2 separate regions of the Capra hircus genome follow, and region 2 is linked to region 1. Evidence: chromatin contacts called from public Hi-C data. All regions are on one chromosome and are shown on one strand. The core of a region is the stretch at or near the end of the contact, and the rest is flanking DNA. Distances in the headings are between cores, read along the strand shown.

What was found. Hi-C and Micro-C count contacts between places; a contact is called where the count stands out from the background.
Region 2: a contact with region 1 is called in a Hi-C map of blood, with 5 times the contacts expected there. The contact joins two enhancer-like sites. A contact is called at or near these places in 3 of 5 Hi-C or Micro-C datasets (blood and liver).

Annotation. Positions count from the first base shown.
Region 1 is chr14:64,980,560-64,983,509 of ARS1.2, forward strand. No RefSeq gene overlaps it. Among named protein-coding and RNA genes, the nearest start is that of ZHX2, 91 kb to the right of the region's middle. Within about 2 kb of position 1,517, at least 1 of the 5 cell types and tissues checked has an H3K27ac peak or open chromatin away from gene starts, as enhancers often do.
Region 2 is chr14:65,441,311-65,444,260 of ARS1.2, forward strand. It overlaps LOC102168470, which reads right to left. Exons shown (of 6, transcript XM_005688867.3): 6 at 644-997. The coding sequence ends at 800. Among named protein-coding and RNA genes, the nearest start is that of FAM83A, 28 kb to the left of the region's middle. Within about 2 kb of position 1,566, at least 1 of the 5 cell types and tissues checked has an H3K27ac peak or open chromatin away from gene starts, as enhancers often do.

The sequences.
Region 1 (2,950 bases), core at 267-2,766:
CATGGACTGCAGCCCACCAGGCTCCTCTGTCCATAGGCTTTTCCAGGCAAGAATAATGGAGTGGGGTGCCATTGCCTTCTCCTAACCCTTCTGCAAAGGAGAGAACCCAGTCTAAAGCTTCTTTTTCTGGGGTCAAGTGTGTCACACCCAACTCCAGCCATAACACCCCATGTGCCCTTCATCTGAAAATCAGTGTCCCTGTCTGCTCCACACCCCTGGGTTCTCTGCTTCCAGAGCCTCCCAGAATAACTGCATGTCTTCTCTGAATGTTTGGTAAAGAATCTGGATTGTGTGTGCCTGATCAGTCGCTCAGGCGTGTCCGATTCTTTGTGACCCCGTGGACTGTAGCCCACGAGACTCCTTTGTCCATGGGATACTCCAGCAAGAATACTGGAGTGGGCTGCCATTTTCTCCTCCAGGGGATCTTCCTGACCCAGGGATCAAACCTGACTCTCCTGCATCTCCCACATTGGCAGGCAGATTCTTTACGTCTGAACCATTCGGGAAGTGTCTGGATTAAGCTTTTTAAATTATCAAATTCAAAGCCAATCTTGCTGAACCTGGATGCCGCACCCCCATCCGTGGCTCTCTGGTCCCATCCCTCACACACTGCCCAGTTGGTCCATGATTTAGCAGCTCTGCTTTTGTCGTTGTTAGTTTTCTGGTCCATCTTCAACATTCATCAGTAGCAAACTAACATTCATTGACCAGCTTCTATAATCTGTGCTTTGAGAATTTGAGAAAGAGTCTCAAGAGAAGATTAGACTTGTGGGTTCCATTGTATAACCTTTGGTACAATTAGATTTTTATTTTTTTACATTATCGCAGACATGCTAAATCTTTTCACTCATATCTGACTCTTTGCAATCTGATTCTACAGAGTGTAGCCCATGAGGCTCCTCTGTCCATGGGATTCTCCAGGCAAGAACGCTGGAGTGGGTTGTTATGCCCTCCTCGAGGGGATCTTCCCCACCCAGGGATCAAACCCGCGTTTTCTGCATCTCCTGTACTGCAGGTGAATTCTGTATTGCTGAGCCACTGGGGAAGCCCGCTTACATTACTACCTTTAGCTTATAAACATCTTAGAAGAGACCACTGAAGGGATTTGATACATCATTTTTGAAAAAGTATATTTCACATATGAGGTCTTTCTGCACATGATTGTTGATTAATAGTTGGTGGATAAGTCTAGAGGGAAACAAACAATTTTTGTTTTGAGTTTGAAAACTACAGAGCTTTATTAAATAATCTTACCCTCTCCTTTCTCAGATTTGTTTCTGCACTAATAATGTTGTTATGCTTCCAAAGTCAAGAGCCTCAGTGTTCTGAGACTTGGAAACCCAAAAAGGATGCAGCTTTTCCTTGGGCCCTGCCCACCACACTCCACCACTCTTAGAACTGCCTCCTGCGCACAAAGGGTGAATCTAGAAAAAAACCCAGCTGACTCAGCCCTGGAACTCCCTCCTCACTCCACCCGGGAAGGACTGCTGTTCCTCTGACTCCCAGTAGGGGGAGCAGCTGCTCCCTCCATCAGTTCCAGAGACCTTCCCAGCCTCTGGCTATTCTCCAGGGTTCATAGAGCTAAAAGACTCTCCCCAGAGTTTCAGTCTTCTGCGTCCCGCAGCAGTGGCAGCACTGTCCAAATTCCATCTCTGCTGAATTTGTAGCAAAATGAAGACTGTATTGGGAGCTGGCACCCGAAAGCACGTCTCCCATCATGACTGCCACCTGCCTTCAGCCCCTGATGTCTTGAGGAGAAAAAATGAAATGCATTTTTGGACACATAGAAATGATGAATGAAGCTGCCACCACCCCCTGGAGCCCTTGGGCTTTCTTCTCTGACTCAGTCACCAATTCCCTAAGCTCCCTCAATGCCTTCCAAAGCCTGGGTGTGGCTACAGAGCCCTTGAAAAGTGACTAGTGTGATGAGTAGTTGAATGCTTTATTTTAATTCAGCTAGATTTGAAAACAATTCAGTTATTGGAAAACTTTATGCCTGGAACAATGTGGGCAGATGAATGTTTTTTCAACTGTAAATTTTATAAAATCAAAATACATATCAAGTATTTTTAATGAAACTTTAACAGTCCAGATGAGATGCGCTGTAGGTAACAGATTTTGAGCACATAGAACAAAAAGAACACAAAACTGTCACATTTGTAGTGGTTCATATGATTACATGTGAAAATGCTATTTAGGATATCTCGGGTTAAACTATATTACTAAAGTTAATTTTACCTGTTTCTTTTTTCACCTAAGAGTTGACCCTTGAACAACACAGGATGAATTGCACAGGTCATTTGTATGCTTATTTTTAAACAGTAAATATACTGCAGTGTTACACAGTCTTTGGCTGGTAGAATCTGCACAGATACAGAGGAAGCATGGATTTGGAGGGCCAATCACAAATTACACTCAAATTTCCCACTGCTTCAAGGACTGAGGCCCCTAGTCCCCCATGGTGTTCAAGGGTCAGCTGTGTTTTTTAGCAAACAGCACTTTTCTAGACCCTCTTCCAGTTTATTTGCTTGTTTTGGAGAGGGGTTGGCTGTACTGAGCAGCATATGGGATCTTAGTTCCCCAACCAGGGATCAAACCCACTCTGCCTGCTTTGGAAGCGCAGCGTCTTAACCACTGGACCACCAGGGAAGTCACTCCAGTTTTCCTTTGCCTTGAAAACTAGCCAGAAATTCCACCTGGTGTGAACAGGGTGGTGTTCTGCGAAGAAATCACACAGCTTTCCGAGGCCCGCAGTGCTGGAAGGAGGCAGAAGAAGCAACACCAGGTGGAACTGGGTCTGATATCCTGAGGGAAAGCCAACCCATGCCAGGACCCTCCCAGCCCCACCCCGACTCCCATGCCATCAATGGGATCCATGCAGGCCCTCAGTGGACCCTCTCCTGGAGACCCAGGGATGATAAATGCACGGTTCTAGCCTTCTAGGGGCACA
Region 2 (2,950 bases), core at 316-2,815, 460 kb after region 1:
CTCAATGGACACGAGTTTGAGCAAACTCTGGGACATGCTGATGGACTGGGAAGCATGGCAGGCTGCAATCCATGGAGTCGCAGAGTCGGACACAACTGAGCAATGGAACAACAATAAATCCTGTTCCCTGGGCCACGAGTCATCAAGTCTTCTGCAGTCTCCATGACACTGGCAGGTTAATGTGCAGGTTTAGAGGTGTGGTAAATCTCAGCCTTCAACATACCCTTTCTAGAAATGGTTTCCTATCACATTTCAGCATTCTTGGTCCCTCATGATGAATTTACCAAAACAACATGGATACTTACACTGCTAATACAGTAACTGTTTTTAAAAGATTATAAAATCTAAGAGTCTCTTTTATTTAAAAAAATTCACTGAAATTGAAGCATAGCTGATTTATAATGTTGTATTTATTTTTAATTTTGGCCACACCTATGACATGTGGGACCCTAGCTGCACCATCAGGGACTGAACCTGCACCCCCTGCATTGGAAGGCAGAGTCTTAACCACCAGACTGCCAGGCAAGGTCCTAAAAGTCCCTTTAAACACTTTTCCAACAGATATCTTCTAAAGGAGCAGTAGGCCTCACACAAGTGAATGACAGAAATCTAAAAAGAAAACAAAAAATCAAGAAACTGAATACAGTAGAAATTATCAGGGAGAGAAGCCATTTTTATAAAACATAGATGATTATTTTTAATTCAGTATATTCCATGATTAGCAGAGGATTCTGTCTGAAGTAAACCAGAACACTTAATACAGTACAAGATGTTTTTTGTTTTGTTTTTATAGGGACCACTAAGGCAAGATCTGTATCTCTGTGTGGAACTGATTTTCAAAGGGACAGAAGTGGTCTTTGATCTTTCTGAACCACTTGTCTTCAAACTCTTTCGAAGACCCGATCACCAAGGTAGTCAGGGCCGCGGGGCCAACACACTTGACCTCTGTGTGAACCTCGTCTCTGATTTTTTCTGGGACGATATCTTCGCCCATAACCTGCAATAGGAGGGGGGAAGAAAGATAAAACTCTTTCCCAATAACAGGTGCAGCAGATACCGAATGGAAGACCGTGCTAGTCATCAAGCACAAAGGATTTCACACAAAAGCAGAACTTCCTCAGCAGCCAGGGGACAACTCTGACAATTCAATATATTGAAAAGATGTTTATGAAGTAGTGATCCAAGACCACCTGTGTAAATACCCTACTGCTACTCTCATGCTTCCTGGAGTCAGCACATCAGGGAGGCACAAACGTGGCAGGGGTACCACTCAGGCCACAGGGAGTGCTGAGTCGACCTTCATAGATCACAGAGCATCTTCAGAGGGCAAGAACGCAACCGTGAGGGGTTCTTCTTCTCATAAACGACAGAAGAGCAGGCTTGGGAGGAACATAACTGCTATTTTGCAGAGAGCACAGACCCCTTCTTATGAAGTTCTCCAGAGACGTCAAAGGCAGCAAACAGCTGAGCAGCGAGTAGCTGAGTCTGTCCTTTCCTGACCCAGAGAGACTCCAACCCTCCAGGATGGTCACCACAGCAACCCCAGAGACCTGCCAGCACGCCAGCTCTCTGAAGGCGCAACACTGCCCTCTACTGGTGAGAACCAGGTCCAGATTCTGTGTGAGATTCTCTTTGACAAGACACCCACAAAACTACGTCTGCAGGAAGTGATCGGACCACTTTTGGTAAGGACAGTGAACATTTCCCACCCCAAACATTTTCCACCAATTATCATGAAAAGTCAGGGAGCCACTTGGCAGGGATATGGCAGAGGGAACTGCTCACTTGGATTTGGACTAGATGATCTCTAGGTTTCCTACAAACCCTGAGGTCCTCTGTTTGTAAATACTCAAATCATAATGGATTAGAAACCCACTCAAAGAACAGGTTCCACTGGCTTTAAATCTTCAAAGACTACTTACTGTTTGAGGCAAAGGCTGACAGGATGAGTAGAAACTGTCAGGATTTATTAAAGCATGGTAATTTTTATCAATTGGAAGACAATTTGTTTTTCTATCTTGACATTTCTAAAAACCAAGTTGTATCTTATAACCACTGCCGTGTCATAGTATTAAAAGCATATTACTTTTCTTTTAGTGGCACTTCAACTAATGATGTGTCTTAACAACTGATGACTGCTTGGACTCAATGAAATGTAGTATTTTAAAATCTGAGATATAACACCAAAAGTATATTTTTTTAATTAAAAAAAATAGAATGGAATGATAGCAATATTCAAACAATGCAATATTTCAAAAAGAGGGCTCAGCAGGTACATAATTCATAGACAGAGAACTATTATCTGTCACACATGGTGAAGAATATGAAGATGTTTAAGACACCTCCTAAAGGATGTCTTACAGGGCTTCCTGGGTGGCTCAGTGGTAAAGAATCTGCCTGCCAAGCAGGAGACTTGGGTTTGATTCCTGGGTTGGGAAGATCCCCTGGAGAAGGAAATAGCAACCCACTCCAGTATTCTTGCCTGGGAAATCCCACAGACCAAAGAGCCTGGCGGACTACAGTCCATAGGATCGCAAGAGGTTAACAACAACAAAGAATGTCTTACAAGGAACTTAAAATCTAGCTGAAAAGATAAGACATTCTTATATTTTCAGGGGCCCAAAGAGCTACCTATTTCAGCAATCACTCTATCGAGCTCAGAGCGAGAAACTGCCACAGACCAGGATGTTCAGGAAAAGGTTCCTGGAGGATGTGCGACCCAGGCTGGGTCTCAGGTTGAGAACAGTAAGTAGATGGAGATGGGAAAACCCATGACAGGTGTGCTAGGCGTGGGAGATTAGTCCAGTGGAAGCAAAAGGTTTGTGGAAGGAATGACCAGGCCCTAAGTCTGAGATTACTCTCGGGAAGGCCTCAGACATCCTATCAAGGCACCAGAATTAGACCCAACCTCTAAGGTAATGGTGACACGTTGAATTTTAGTTTTTAAAGC